Regions from separate parts of the Sus scrofa genome. Here region 2 is linked to region 1. The links are chromatin contacts, called in public HiChIP or PLAC-seq maps. All regions are on one chromosome and are shown on one strand. The core of a region is the stretch at or near the end of the contact, and the rest is flanking DNA. Distances in the headings are between cores, read along the strand shown.

Region 1 (6,475 bases), core at 1,933-4,432:
CTCTAAGGAAGCCCCAGGCCATATCAGCTGCCAGACACGTGAGTGAGGAAGCCGACCAGGTGAGTCCAGCCCCTGCTGCTACCAGACTGCAACTGGGCGACACCCTGGGTGAGAGCCGCCTGGCTGTATCCTCAACCCCCAGAATTGTGAGAGATGATACATGGTGTTATTGTTTTATGCCACTAAATTTGGGGTGGTTTTTTTTTTACGCAGCAATCAATAACAGCATCAGACACCTTTGCCAGAAGGGCTGGAGGACACCTACTGGGTTGTCCTGCACATCATCTTTGGCTACTTCTTAAGCAGCGTCCATGGTGTGTGTTTTCTCTAACCTTCCTGTTGACCAGGGTTTCTTACAAGCTTCTCTTTGTCAGTATCCTGATGCATTTGGAAATCTTCGCAGGTACGAGAAATGTATAGACAGCTTTCTGAAAATTAACGAGTAAATTGATCAAATTACTACTAAATTTAAATAAGAGGGAAAGTAGTACAAGTTAAAACAGTTCTTCCGGACAGTTAACCCTTTTCTCTTTAAGCACTTCCTGAATGTCAGTGGCTCATTCTGGACGTTTGTTAGCCAGGTACATACTGCTCAGTTAATATTCAGTTTTGCTTATTATCATAGGAGCTGAAATGGGCAGTGTATATACTGTATAACTGTCTTGAGCAAAGAAAAGAAAAATTAATTTTAGTTGATGGTTCTAATAATTCATCCTTTAGATATTTTACAATTAAATTTTTTCAGCCAGTAATGGACATTGATTGGAGAAATTTTCACAGATACAAGTAGAGCACGAAAGAGAAAACATCGTGTTTTTCCTTTCCCTTTCTCCCCAGGGATTCTTCCCCCCTTAGTGGGTTAGTGTGTCATTCTAGGCTCTTCTGTGCCTGTATATTCATGGGATACCATTATATATTATCGGATCATGTTACTTCCCTGCTGAAAATCCTCCATGGATCCTATTTTACTCAAAGCCACAGCCAAAGTCTACCATAACCTAAAAGACGGCACAGCATCTGGTGTGTGTGCATTCCAGTGGCTCTTTCTCCCCAAGTTGTCCACCTGACCCCCCCACTTGCCTCTTGTTCCCTTGAGGCCACACTGGTCATTTGATGTCCCTGGGATTCAGCAGGTGAGCCCCTGCACCAGGGCCTTTGCACCTGCTCTTCCTTCTGCCTGCAATACTTCCTTCAGGTCTCTATGGGCATCCTTTTTCACTTTTCCCCCTCGGCTTTGGCTGAACTGTTGCCTTATCAGAGAGACCTTTCTTAACCACACAGTACAGTCCAAAAAAGGAATAACTTATCAGCCCTTGGATCTTCCCTCACATTTCCTATTTTCATTACTCTGCTTTCCTCTTTTTCCATATCACATATTTGACAAATTTGGCTCATGAGCCTTAGTTTGCTGACTCATGTTCTAGAAGATTTAGGTGTGATATTCAGTCTATTATCAAGTTCTAATTTTTTAAAATATGGTATGAAGCATGAATTGAATCTCTTTTTTTGTCTTTTTTTTTTTTTTTTTTTTTTTTTTTGGCTACACCTATGGCATGTGGAAATTCCTGGGCCCGGGAAAGAACCCATGCCACAGCAGCAACCTGAGCCACAGCAGTGACAACCCTGGATCTTTAACCCACTGAGCCACCAGGAAACTCCATGTTTTATCTTTTTTGCATACAAATGCCTAATTATTCTAGCACCACTTGTTAAAAAGACTGTTCTTACTCAGATTATATTGTGTCGAAAATCAGGAATTCCCTGGTGGCCTAGAGGTTAAGGCTTGGGTGTTGTTACTGCTGTGGCTTGGGTTGGACCCCTGGCCCAGGAGCTTCTGCATGCCTCAGGCATGGCCAAAAAAAATCAGTTATCCGTATATGTGTGAGTTCATTTCTGGATTGTCTATTCTGCCTCTATTTCTTTCCTTCCCCAGTGCTATATTGTCTTGATTACTGTAGCTTTGTGCTTTGTAGTAAGTCTTGAAATGAGGTAGTTTGAGATCTCCCACTTTATTCTTTTGTTCCCCAAAGCATTTTTGTTTCTCTAGTCCCTCTCCCCCGCTTCCTTGCCTCTTATTACGCTGCCTGGGCTCTCCAGGATGAGGTAAGTGGAAGTGCCAAAGGCAGAGAACCTCACTTGTTCTTGAACTTACAGGGAAAGCCTTCAGTCTCACTATTCAGGTTTGTTAACTGTAGACTTTTGTGTAGATGGCCCTTTATAAAATCGAGAATGCTCCTTGTGTTCCTTTTTCCTAAGACAGTTTATCATGAATGGATATTGAATTTTGTCAAATGCTTTTTCTCTGTCTATTGAAATGATTGTAAGGGTTTTTTTCTCTTTTATTTGCTGACATGGTAGATTTCACTGATTTTTTGAATGTTGAACCAAACTTTCATATATTTCTGGATTCAATTTGCTCATAGTAGTTAAGGATTTTTTTTTTTCTTTTTTGCATCTATGTCCAAGAGGGTTATTAGTCTATAGTTTTCTTTTCCTGCAGTAGCTTTGATTTTGGTATCAGGGTAATGGAAGTGTTGCAAAGTGTTCCTTCCTCTTTTATTTTCTGAGTTGATATAGAGTGCTGCACAATTTCCTCTGTGCTCTGCTGTAGCAGTATCTCACACACTGATACATTGGTTGAAAACAACGATGGGGGTTAGACTGTATTGGGAATATAAATAACATTTATCACATTAGACTTGAACCAACTGCTTGTCCCTTGAGGCTGGCAGATTCCCTGAGTGAAGGCAAAGAATGCTTCCAAATCCGGCTGAAGAGTCTCTGAAGACAACAGACTGGCCATTGCCACATGGATAGCCCCTGTTCCCACTCCTAATGAACCTGTGATGTCTGTACTAGAATGATCTCAGCAAACGAATTTTGTTGGCTTGAGGTCAGATTCCAATTTTTGTTAAGACCCAAGAGTTGGGGTTAATAAATGGGAGGAAAATTCAAATATGCTAAGAGACCTGCCACCTGAAGTATATAAATTGTGTAACAGCTGTCACTTTAAGTTTTTACCAGGGAGGTCAGGTTGGGAATGAAAATAATCTAGCAGTCAATTAGATTTAGAGAAGTAACTGACTGGGAAAAGAAAACAAACCATAAAACACCACCATGAGGGGTTTTGCCTTTTCTTACAGAGAAGGTGGAAGTGAAAATACAACAGTGAGGATTGTGGAAACATTCTGTGCAGCCTTAGGTACTGGCTAGGGGGCACCAGAGTCCGCTAACAAAATTAGCAGGAAAGAAGGAAGAAGAAAATCCAAGCTGTCAGGAAACTAATTTTGCCTAATTCACTCTGCTTGTCATCACCTCTGCGGCACGAGGGCTTTCGGTTCCAGCCTTCACCTGAACATCATCTGCCCAGAGGACTTCTGACACTCAAGAGCTCCTGGAAAGGTCTGTTTCGTCAGACTCAAAGGTAGTTTTTCCTATAGTAGGTAACACTTTTTCAAATTTCTCCTACGTTTTGTCAGGTTTTTTTTTTTTCTTTCCTTTTTTTTTTTTTTTTTTTTTGCATTTTAAGGCTGTGCTTGCCACATATGATGTTCTCAGGCTAGGGGTCGAATCGGAGCTGCAGCTGTCAGCCCACACCACAGCCATACAGGGCAGGATCCAAGCCACGTCTGTGACCCACACTGTAGCTCACAGCAACACTGGATCCTTAACCCACCAATGGAGGCCAGGGATCAAACCTGCAACTTCATGGTTCCTAGTGGGGTTCATTTCTGTGGCGCCATGACAGGATCTCTAGTTTTTGTTCTTTTAGCCTAAGTTTTGAAAATTCAAAAAGAGCTCTCAAAACAGTTTTAAGTTTGTTAAAATTCACATGTCAAATAGGTTCATTTGTTTCTATTTTTCCTCCTTTTATAAGGTGAAGAAGCAAATCACAGATTACCTTGTAGCCATTGCAGGATACCAAAAAAAAAAAAAAGAAAGGCACATTGGAAGTTTTATTCTCAAATTGGGAAGGGCAAAAATAAAGAAGAGCTGACAAGGAAACAAAATAGAAACACAAAACATAGTGAGAAGAATCTACCTGCAAGAAATGTTTGTAAGGGAGTTCCCATTGTGGCTCAGTGGTTAAGGAACCCAACTGGGAACCATGAGGTTGTGGGTTCAATCCCTGGCCTTGCTCAGTGGGTTAAAGATCCAGTGTTGCCGTGAGCTGTGGTGTAGGTTGCAGACGCGGCTCAGATCCCGCATTGCTGTGGCTCTGGTGTAGGCCGGCGACTATAGCTCCGATTGAACCCCTAGCCTGGGGACCTCCATATGCCGTGGGAGAGGCCCAAGAAATGGCAAAGAGACCAAAAAAAAAAAAAAAAAAAAATGTTTAGGAGTTGCCATCTTGGCGCAGTGGCTAACGAATCCAACTAGGAACCATGAGGTTGTGGGTTCGATCCCTGCCCTTGCTCAGTGGGTTAATGATCCGGCGTTGCCGTGAGCTGTGGTGTAGGTTGCAGACGCGGCTCGGATCCGGCGTTGCTGTGGCCCCTGCGTAGGCTTGGCGGCTACAACTCCGATTCGACCCCTAGCCTGGGACCCTCCATATGCCGTGGGAGCGGCCCAAGAAATGGCAAAAAGACAAAAAAAAAAAAAAAGTACTGGAGGAGTGCCCGTCGAGGCTCAGTGGAAACGAATCCGACTAGGAACCATGAGGTTGCGGGTTCCATCCCTCGCCTCGCTCAGGGGGTTAAGGATCCGGCGTTGTTGCTGTGGCTGTGGTGTAGGCCGGGGGCTGCAGCTCCGATTCGACCCCTCGCTTGGGAACCTCCATATGCCGCGGGGGCGGCCGTAAAAAGGACAAAAAAAAAAAAAAAAAAAAAAAAAAGTTTATAAGTTGATAAGGTAAAAACAGCAGCATTAAGTAGTGATGATTATAAGAAACTTAATTTTTTTCAAAAAAAAGGAAATTTCTGTGAAAGTAATTCAAGTTTATGCCAAAATATATAGATTCCACAATTCTTTATTTATTTTTAGTTTTTTTTTTTTTTTTTTTTTTTTGCTTTTTAGAGCCACATTTACAGCATATGGAAGTTCCCAGATTAGGGGTCGAATCAGAGCTCTAGCTACCAGCCTGTGTCACAGCCACAGAGACGCAGGATCCGAGCCACATCTGCTACCTACCCCTCAGCTCACAGCAATGCCAGATCCTTAACTCACTGAGCGAGACCAGGGATCAAACCCGCATCTTCCTGGACCCTACTCGGATTCGTTAACCACTGAGCCACAAAGGAAACTCCAGGATTTTTATTTTTAAGAATAAGCTTTTCTATCTGGGCACAGAATAAGTTGAGTCATTTTACAGAAAGAAAGCCCTAATTTTATTTTTATTTATTTATTTATGCCTTTTTGTCTTTTTAGGACTGCACCCACTGCATATGGAGATTCCCATGCTAGTGGTCCGATCGGAGCTATAGCTGCCAGTCTACACCACAGCCATAGCCATGCCAGCTCCAAGCCACATCTGCGATCTACACCACAGCTCACGGCAGCACCGGGTCCTTAACCCACTAAGCGAGCCCAGGGATTGAACCCGCAACCTCATGGTTCCTAGTCAGATTCGTCTCCACTGTGCCATGATGGGAACTCCTGAAAGCCCTAGTTTTAATTTGACTCGGGAGTTCCCCTTGTGGCACAGTGGAAATGAACCCAACTAGTATCCATGAGGACTCAGGTTTGATTATATATTATATACTATAGTCTCGTATATTATATAATATATAATTGAATACACAGATTATATGTTGCAATAATATATATTATAGTCTCCACCATTTTATTAGTTACTACCTTAATCAAATAACACATTTTATTTCCTCCAAACACAGAACCAGAATACATAAAACCAAAAGCTTTAAATTTTTTTCCCTATGGCTGCCCATTTCATATTTTTTATAGATTTTAAGATGTAAAAATAAATTAATATTTTCCAAGGCATTTGCACTTACTCTTTAGTCATTCTGTAATTTTTAAAATAGGAAACAAGGATAAATTAAAACTGTTGTGACCAGCATTTTGTATCCTTTTCTTAGAAAATTGCTGAGGTAGCCAAAGATTGTTTATTCATTTAACTCATTATTTATTAATTCAACTCAATTTAATATTAACCTAAGTTCTTAACAAAGTTAACTGTGTATCAGGAAACGGTAATTTAAGTTTACACATTACATCCTATGGTTTGTAGCATAATAAGAATTACATATGACTAGGCATTCCCACTGTGGAACAGCTGGTTAAGGATCTGGCAGTGGCCTGCTTCACTGCTAAGGCACAGGTTTGATCCCCGGCCCAGCGCAATGGGTTAAAGATCAGGCATTGCTGCAGCTGTGGTGTAGGTCGCATCTGAGGCTTGGATTCAGTCCCTGGCCCACCCAGGAACTTCCATATGCTGCGGGTGAGACCAAAAAAAAAAAAAAAAGGGAATTACACATAATTAAATCAACGCCCTGAAATGCAAGAGATTTAGAAA
Region 2 (6,475 bases), core at 2,975-5,474, 160 kb before region 1:
GAAAAAAAGTATAGGTCTGAATACCTAGTCCATCATCTACTAACTATAATCTAAAAACTATTGACTTTACCGAATGTCTTTCTCCTGCCAGGTAAAAGAGGGTAGTAAATACCCCCTTTCAGGGCTATTGCAAGGATTACATCTGATAGCGTTATTACAGTTTCTAGTCCTGGAGAGATACTCCCAAATGGTTACCATTTTATTGTGATGTGCTCTCTTCTGTTTGATGGACACATGGTAGGTGGATGCAGAGTAGAAAGGAGTCAAGCTTGAAGGTCAAGAGCATGGGCCCTGAGGTCAGGCTGTTGGGTCCAGACCCATCCTCCACCACGTACTGTGTGACCTTAGAGAAGTTACTGGCCTCTGTGAGCTTCAGTTTCCCTATCTGTAAACTAGAGACAATAATAGAACATATCTCCTAGGGGTGCATTTGGAAGAAAAGAGCGTGCACATAAAACACTAGGCACTGTGCCTGGCACAAGGCATGCACACAGGGAGTGTTGGCTGTTATTAATATTGATTGCTTCTCTTTTTCTCCCTTGGCCCAGAGCTAAAACTTACTGAACCCAAAGAACAAGGGTAACTCTTTAAAATCACGAAGGCTTCAATCACCCCAAACACACACCCTGTTATAACTGGGAACAGCAGTAAATCAAGAGAAAGGTATTAGGGCGAGGGGATCTGCCCTGGATTCAAGCAATAAGAGGGTCCACTGTCTGTAGGGAATTTTTTAGAATAATTTTTTTAAATCCAAGTAAAATATAAAAATCGCTCTGCTTTTTATTGTCACCAGGTGCCAACATTTCTAAACAACCTAAGTGATAAAATAGCCTCCCTTTTCCCTTGTTTGCTAAGTTAAAGGATGGCTGAAATTAGTTTTAAGTTGGCATGTTTTTATTCGTTAGCCTTTAATAAAATCTGTATTCTCTCGGAGAACTTCCGGTTGCACAGGCCACCTCGGACTCTCCCAGACTCAGAAGCTAACAGTTTGGAATCCCTTCAGTTTGTCTCCAAGCCCTGCAGCCCCTCACCCTCCTGGGTGAAAACAATGGATTCAGAATCAAGGATGAGAATGCAGGGCCTGGAGAGACAAAGAAATGAAATGAGTTGCTTCAGTTCTTTGTGTCTCCCGGGAATTTGTCTGTGTACTTAAAGTTAAAACAGCTAATGGAGAGTGAACTGGGAAGTGTGATATTGTTTGGCAGATGTGAATTTTAGTTGTCACGCATGATACACTTTACTGCAGTTGAGTGGTTTTTTTAAAAGTGAAATCACTTTTTAAAAATTATTTGTTTTCAAAATTAAAGAACAATTGGACTTCCCTTCGTGGCTCAGCGGTTAACGAACCCCACTAGGCTCCATGAGGATGTGGGTTCATCCCTGGCCTCGCTCATGGGTGAAGGATTCAGCGTTGTCGTGAGCTGTGGTGTAGGTTGCTGATGTGGCTCAGATCTGGTGTTGCTGTGGCTGTGGCGGAGGCCAGTGGCTGTAGCTCTGATTCAACCCCTGGCCTGGGAACTTCCATATGCCACAGATGCGGCCCTAAAAAAAAATAAAAATTAAAATTAAATTAAAGAACAAGTCAAGGAGATTGTGCCAACTTCTGATGATGACAGAATTCATTCATTTTGTTCTGTGGAGGAGGATGTCAGAAATGATTTGCTCTGGTCGATTAGATTACATTTTGCTGCCCTGGTGCCACCACTAACCGAGATGGGAGAAGGGAGAGGAAAGTGAGCAAAGTACCATATTCCATCAATCCTAAAATGTATATCTTTATTCATATTGTAACCTAGCCGAAATCAGAATGTATCTCTCAATCACCATTGGCCAGGGAGCAGTCGTGACAGATTGTCACCACTGAAGCCTAACAACAGCTTGGAAGAAAATCCTGGTGACAGTAACGGAGCACTCTTTAAGAAATGCTGTCAGAGCCACAAGCTTTTTGAAACAAAGTGCTATGGGCAGAGCAGAAGGTGAGGCTGCCGAAAACTAGGAGTGACTTAGGAGAGTCATACTGTCAGTAGGAAATGTTAGGAATACTCGAACTAATTTATTTCACTGTTTTTGGATATATAAATGCACAAGAGTGATGTAAGATAATGTTGATGTGTAAGGATGCTCTTTCAATAAATACAGCATTTTTAAATTAAAAAAAATGGGGTTCCCTTGCAGAATATCTGGTTAAAGATTTGGGGTTGTCAGTTGAGGCTCGGGTTACTGCTGTGGCACAGGTTTAATCTCTGGCCCAGGAGCTTCCACTTGCCACTCGTATGGCCAAAACCAAACCAACCAACCAACCAACCAACAAATAAACCAGGTAGTTGAACATCAAAAGATTACTGTTAGTTGTTAAAACACAAAACAAACGAAAAAACAACCAGACAGCTCAAGTTAACTTTAGTGCTTTTCTGGTCTGGGAAGATGCAAAAGTCCGGGCTTGTTGAAATTATTGCTGTGATATACACCATAACTATCCACGGCCAGCATCTTGTTTTTCTCCATCATGAATCCCCTCAGGGTGCACTGTAGGGGGGGCGGCAGTGATTGATGGCTTCCTTGTTGGCTGCAACATCCTTTGTTTACTGAAACAGCAGATGACATTCTTTGTCCACTGTGCCACAGCAAATACAGTCCATAAGCCTTGCCTAAGAATAGGAGGGACCCTAGACAGAATTGAGCTCACGCCCCTCAGCCCTTTTTTCTAGCTGTCCTAAGGGAAGTTGCCCCAGGTCACCTGGCCAGGGAGCAAGGAGAATTAGATGGGAGTCCTAGTAAAACTAGACTCCTTCTTCCATCACCCACACTCGACCTAACTGAAATGATACTACCATGTTTGTGCTTTGCAAACGATGCTAAGGCACCAGTTTTTTACAGTTTGCAAACAAATACTGGTACACAATTCAGGCCATTGCCTGACTTGAGCCAACTTGTGGCTCATTGCACAAGTTCTTGTCCAAAAGGTCTCCCCCTCCTCAGCAAGACAAATGATCAGCACTTGGCCAGAGCAGCTGTCTAGTTGCCACAATGGTTTCCAAACTGCTACTCTCCATTCTGTTATCCTGTGACAGTTCTCAGACCAGCTTCCAGTAGCTCCTTATCACGCATACAGAGACTCTAACAAAGGCAGATGACCAGGAAAACATCCCTGGATATTTCTATAAGCAAATGCTTAGCCTTTGGGTTGCTTTGTCCTTTTTTTTTTTCCCCCTCACCTACAGCATGTGGAATTTCCCAGGCCAGGGATCAAATCCGAGCCACGGTTGCGACCTACACTGTCATGGTCTGGGCACACGGGTCAGAAAAGTATTCCCAGACTCACATCAGGGTGAACAGAAAGAAAAGTTTATTGAGTATGGTGAGGTGGAGAGAAAGCAGAGTTTACTAAGGTAAGAGACACAGCTAGTGCAGCAGGAGGACTTCCCGATGATCAGGGAGAGCCCGCAGTGAGTGTGTGGTTGTGTCTGTTTTTATAACCCAGGGAGAGGCGAGGTCTCCGGATACACCTGCTGATCTGCTGATTGGTTGGGGAAAGAGGGGTCTTAGAATACACTTGCTGGTTGCACCCCCCAGCGGTGGGGTGAGGAGTGGGCCACATACCTTTCCCAGTAGGGGGCAGGAAGGAGGAGGCCAGGTTGCTCAAGGTGGGGGAAGGGGCATTACAATGAGGGGGTGGGGCGGTCATTCTTGTCTTGGCCGAAGGAGGCTTCGAGGTCTATCTCCTTGAAGCACAATATGCACCATGTGGCTCCTTAACCCACTGAGCCAGGCCGGAGAGCCTCACTGCCGTAGAGACAATGCCAGATCTTAACCTGCTGTGCCACAGTGGGAACTCCTGGGCTGCTTGGTCTTTGTTAAATTCCTATGAGAGTTAAGAGTCCAGGTTTGAGGCAGAGTCACTGCTAGCTAGCTCTGTGGCCTTGGGCTGGTGCCTAACCTCTCTCTCTAAGCATGAATTTCCTCATCCATGGAATGAGGGGACATTAGTACCCAGCTCAAGGGGGTCGTCAGAGGTCTGTGTGTGTAAACACAGGGGCTCTACTGTTCACCGGGCTAGTAAGTAGTGTTGTTAGCCCTCCCCTCCATTTTGGGTTGGGGGATATGGGGTGTGGGTCATGGTACAGCTGCCATTAAGGCAGCACAGGGTGGGGCCCCCTTGGCACGAGTCTGGGTTTGGGCTCTGGCTCTGTTCTCTGGTGACCAAGGATGAGTCCCCAGGCTGTGGGCGTTTGACAAGCATGGCCCTGTGCCAGACCTTGCACTGGGCTCTGATTGCGACACGGTCTCTGCCCTGAGATCTCTCACATTTTGGAGTAGCCAGGGAGGCTGACAGCACACAGGTGCCATCACAGAGTTGGGAACCGGGGCGATTCTGGTGGGAGGAGCCCCTCCCACCTGCGGCTTGAGTTGGAGCCCAGAGTCGGCAAGAGTTAGAGCCATGCTAGACATGCTTCCCCTTCTTTGCCTCCCTCGAGGAGACATTTTGACCTGAAGACACTCTTTCCTCCTGGTGCGATTTGGGTGGCAAATCTGGGAGAATAAGTGGGTGCTGCGTGCTAGGTGGTCTGCTTAGCTGCCCCCTCATCTTGCCTCTTGGAGTGTCCCCTGGCGGGAAGCTGTCTGTCTGTCCGTGCTCCAGGGGCAGGCGGCCACCCATTCTGGCGCCAAGTGGGAACCCCACCTCTCATCCCACGGGCCAGCTCTGCCTGCAAATGGGTGAAGGTTTGTGCGGTTTGGCTTTGAGGTCATAGCTGCATCCTCTCCCCCAGCCTCATTCTCCTACTTCACATTTATCAGATAAACAAGTGGGGCACCCTTTGCCAAGACTCTTTGATTTATTTCTCCATAAGTTTGGCATTTGGTCAAGATAGAGGGGTACTATTTCTTGGCCTCCTGAGGAACCCCAGGAGTTAGACATTGTATGTCACTAGACAGTCTGCAAGCTGCTTGCTAGAGGACCCACGATTATGTTGACAGAGTCGCCTGTCTGCCTGGGACACATGTCATGGTGACTCACTGCTACTGGTTAAACCAATTAGCAATGGGATGGGGGCGGTGAGCAGAGCGACACAGGAAAACTTCAGAGAAAAGGAAACGTTTCGTTCATGCTTCAAAGGATAAGAAGAAATCTGCCAACACGACAAGGTAGAAATAGGCCCCTATGAGGGATGGAGCAGGTTCTGTGACAATTTCTTTTTTTTTTTTTTTTTTTTTGTCTTTTGTCTTTTTGTTGTTGTTGTTGTTGTTGCTATTTCTTGGGCCGCTCCTGCGGCATATGGAGGTTCCCAGGCCAGGGGTTGAATCGGAGCTGTAGCCACCGGCCTACGCCAGAGCCACAGCAACGCGGGATCCGAGCCGCGTCTGCAACCTACACCACAGCTCACGGCAACGCCGGATCGTTAACCCACTGAGCAAGGGCAGGGACCGGACCGCAACCTCATGGTTCCTAGTCGGATTCGTTAACCACTGCGCCACAATGGGAACTCCTGTGACAATTTCTAAGTCCCCGTCTTTTCGAGATCCAGTTTTCTCATCTGCAGAATGAGGAAAAGAAAACTGCCTTTACCTCCCTCCCAGGGTCCTTGAGAGGGTCATGTGACATACGGGAGGCAGAAAGCTTTTGAAAACTAGAAAGTGCTGTACAAATCATTACATAATCCTCAGCCTCCAGCATAAACATCAACTCTAAGCAGGGTCAGAACAAAACAATTTTTTTCAAGTTAATGAATTCTTTTAATCTTTGATAAACAGAACCACTTGGAAATGACTTTTATTGAATGTCCAATGCCCACAATGGAACCACCAAGCTTCTTGTCTCTTACTAAAATTCTGATAAAACACAATCGGGCTTGCCTGTATGGGTATGTTAAAAATGGTATTTTCAGAGAGAACAGTAGAAAAGCAGACAGTGTTGTCATTTTGACACTCCCGGCTAGGATATTTCCAGGCTGCCAACAATACATCCAGAAACCAAATGAGTACCTTACGAATTTCTTTCTTGTGTCCCATTTGCATAGAGGGGAGGCCAGCAGAAAATAGAGTGGCAATCGCATTTCAATGGTAATGAAACAATGAGGCATTTTTTTCGATGGTAGATGGGTTTTTAAATAATCATGAAGGCAGCAGCTGGCGCCTTTCCCTCCTTTGTCCAATTAGGAGCTGTTTTCTCTGCGAGGAATCCTCAAAGGCACTCATACCTTGATCCTCCTTGTGTCAAAAGTCTGTCTGAAAGACTGACTTCTCATCATTCAACACTGTTTAAAAGAAGCACGAGCCCATCACTTTTCTGTCTCCGTGTGACTGTGCCTCAGAGGGAGCTTGCTAGCTTTGAGCAGAAATCTTATTTCCACCCTGGTGTGTAGGGGAGGGCTGTGTCTACCGGGGACTGGAGACACTTACTCCAGCGGAGGTAAGTACCCAGCTGCAGGTGGCAACACACAGGGTCTCGGTGGGACGTGGGAGAAAAAGTACGCAC

What was found. HiChIP or PLAC-seq counts read pairs in DNA pulled down with a chosen protein or histone mark.
Region 2: a contact with region 1 is called in an H3K27ac HiChIP or PLAC-seq map of alveolar macrophages. The contact joins two enhancer-like sites. A contact is called at or near these places in 1 of 47 Hi-C or Micro-C datasets (embryonic fibroblasts) and 1 of 2 datasets of contacts at active chromatin or transcription factors (alveolar macrophages).

Annotation. Positions count from the first base shown.
Region 1 is chr18:42,530,423-42,536,897 of Sscrofa11.1, reverse strand. No RefSeq gene overlaps it. Among named protein-coding and RNA genes, the nearest start is that of NOD1, 69 kb to the right of the region's middle. Within about 2 kb of position 3,182, at least 3 of the 83 cell types and tissues checked have an H3K27ac peak or open chromatin away from gene starts, as enhancers often do. A contact at or near this core is called in alveolar macrophages, where this site is marked.
Region 2 is chr18:42,694,585-42,701,059 of Sscrofa11.1, reverse strand. No RefSeq gene overlaps it. Among named protein-coding and RNA genes, the nearest start is that of ZNRF2, 46 kb to the right of the region's middle. Within about 2 kb of position 4,224, at least 9 of the 83 cell types and tissues checked have an H3K27ac peak or open chromatin away from gene starts, as enhancers often do. A contact at or near this core is called in alveolar macrophages, where this site is marked.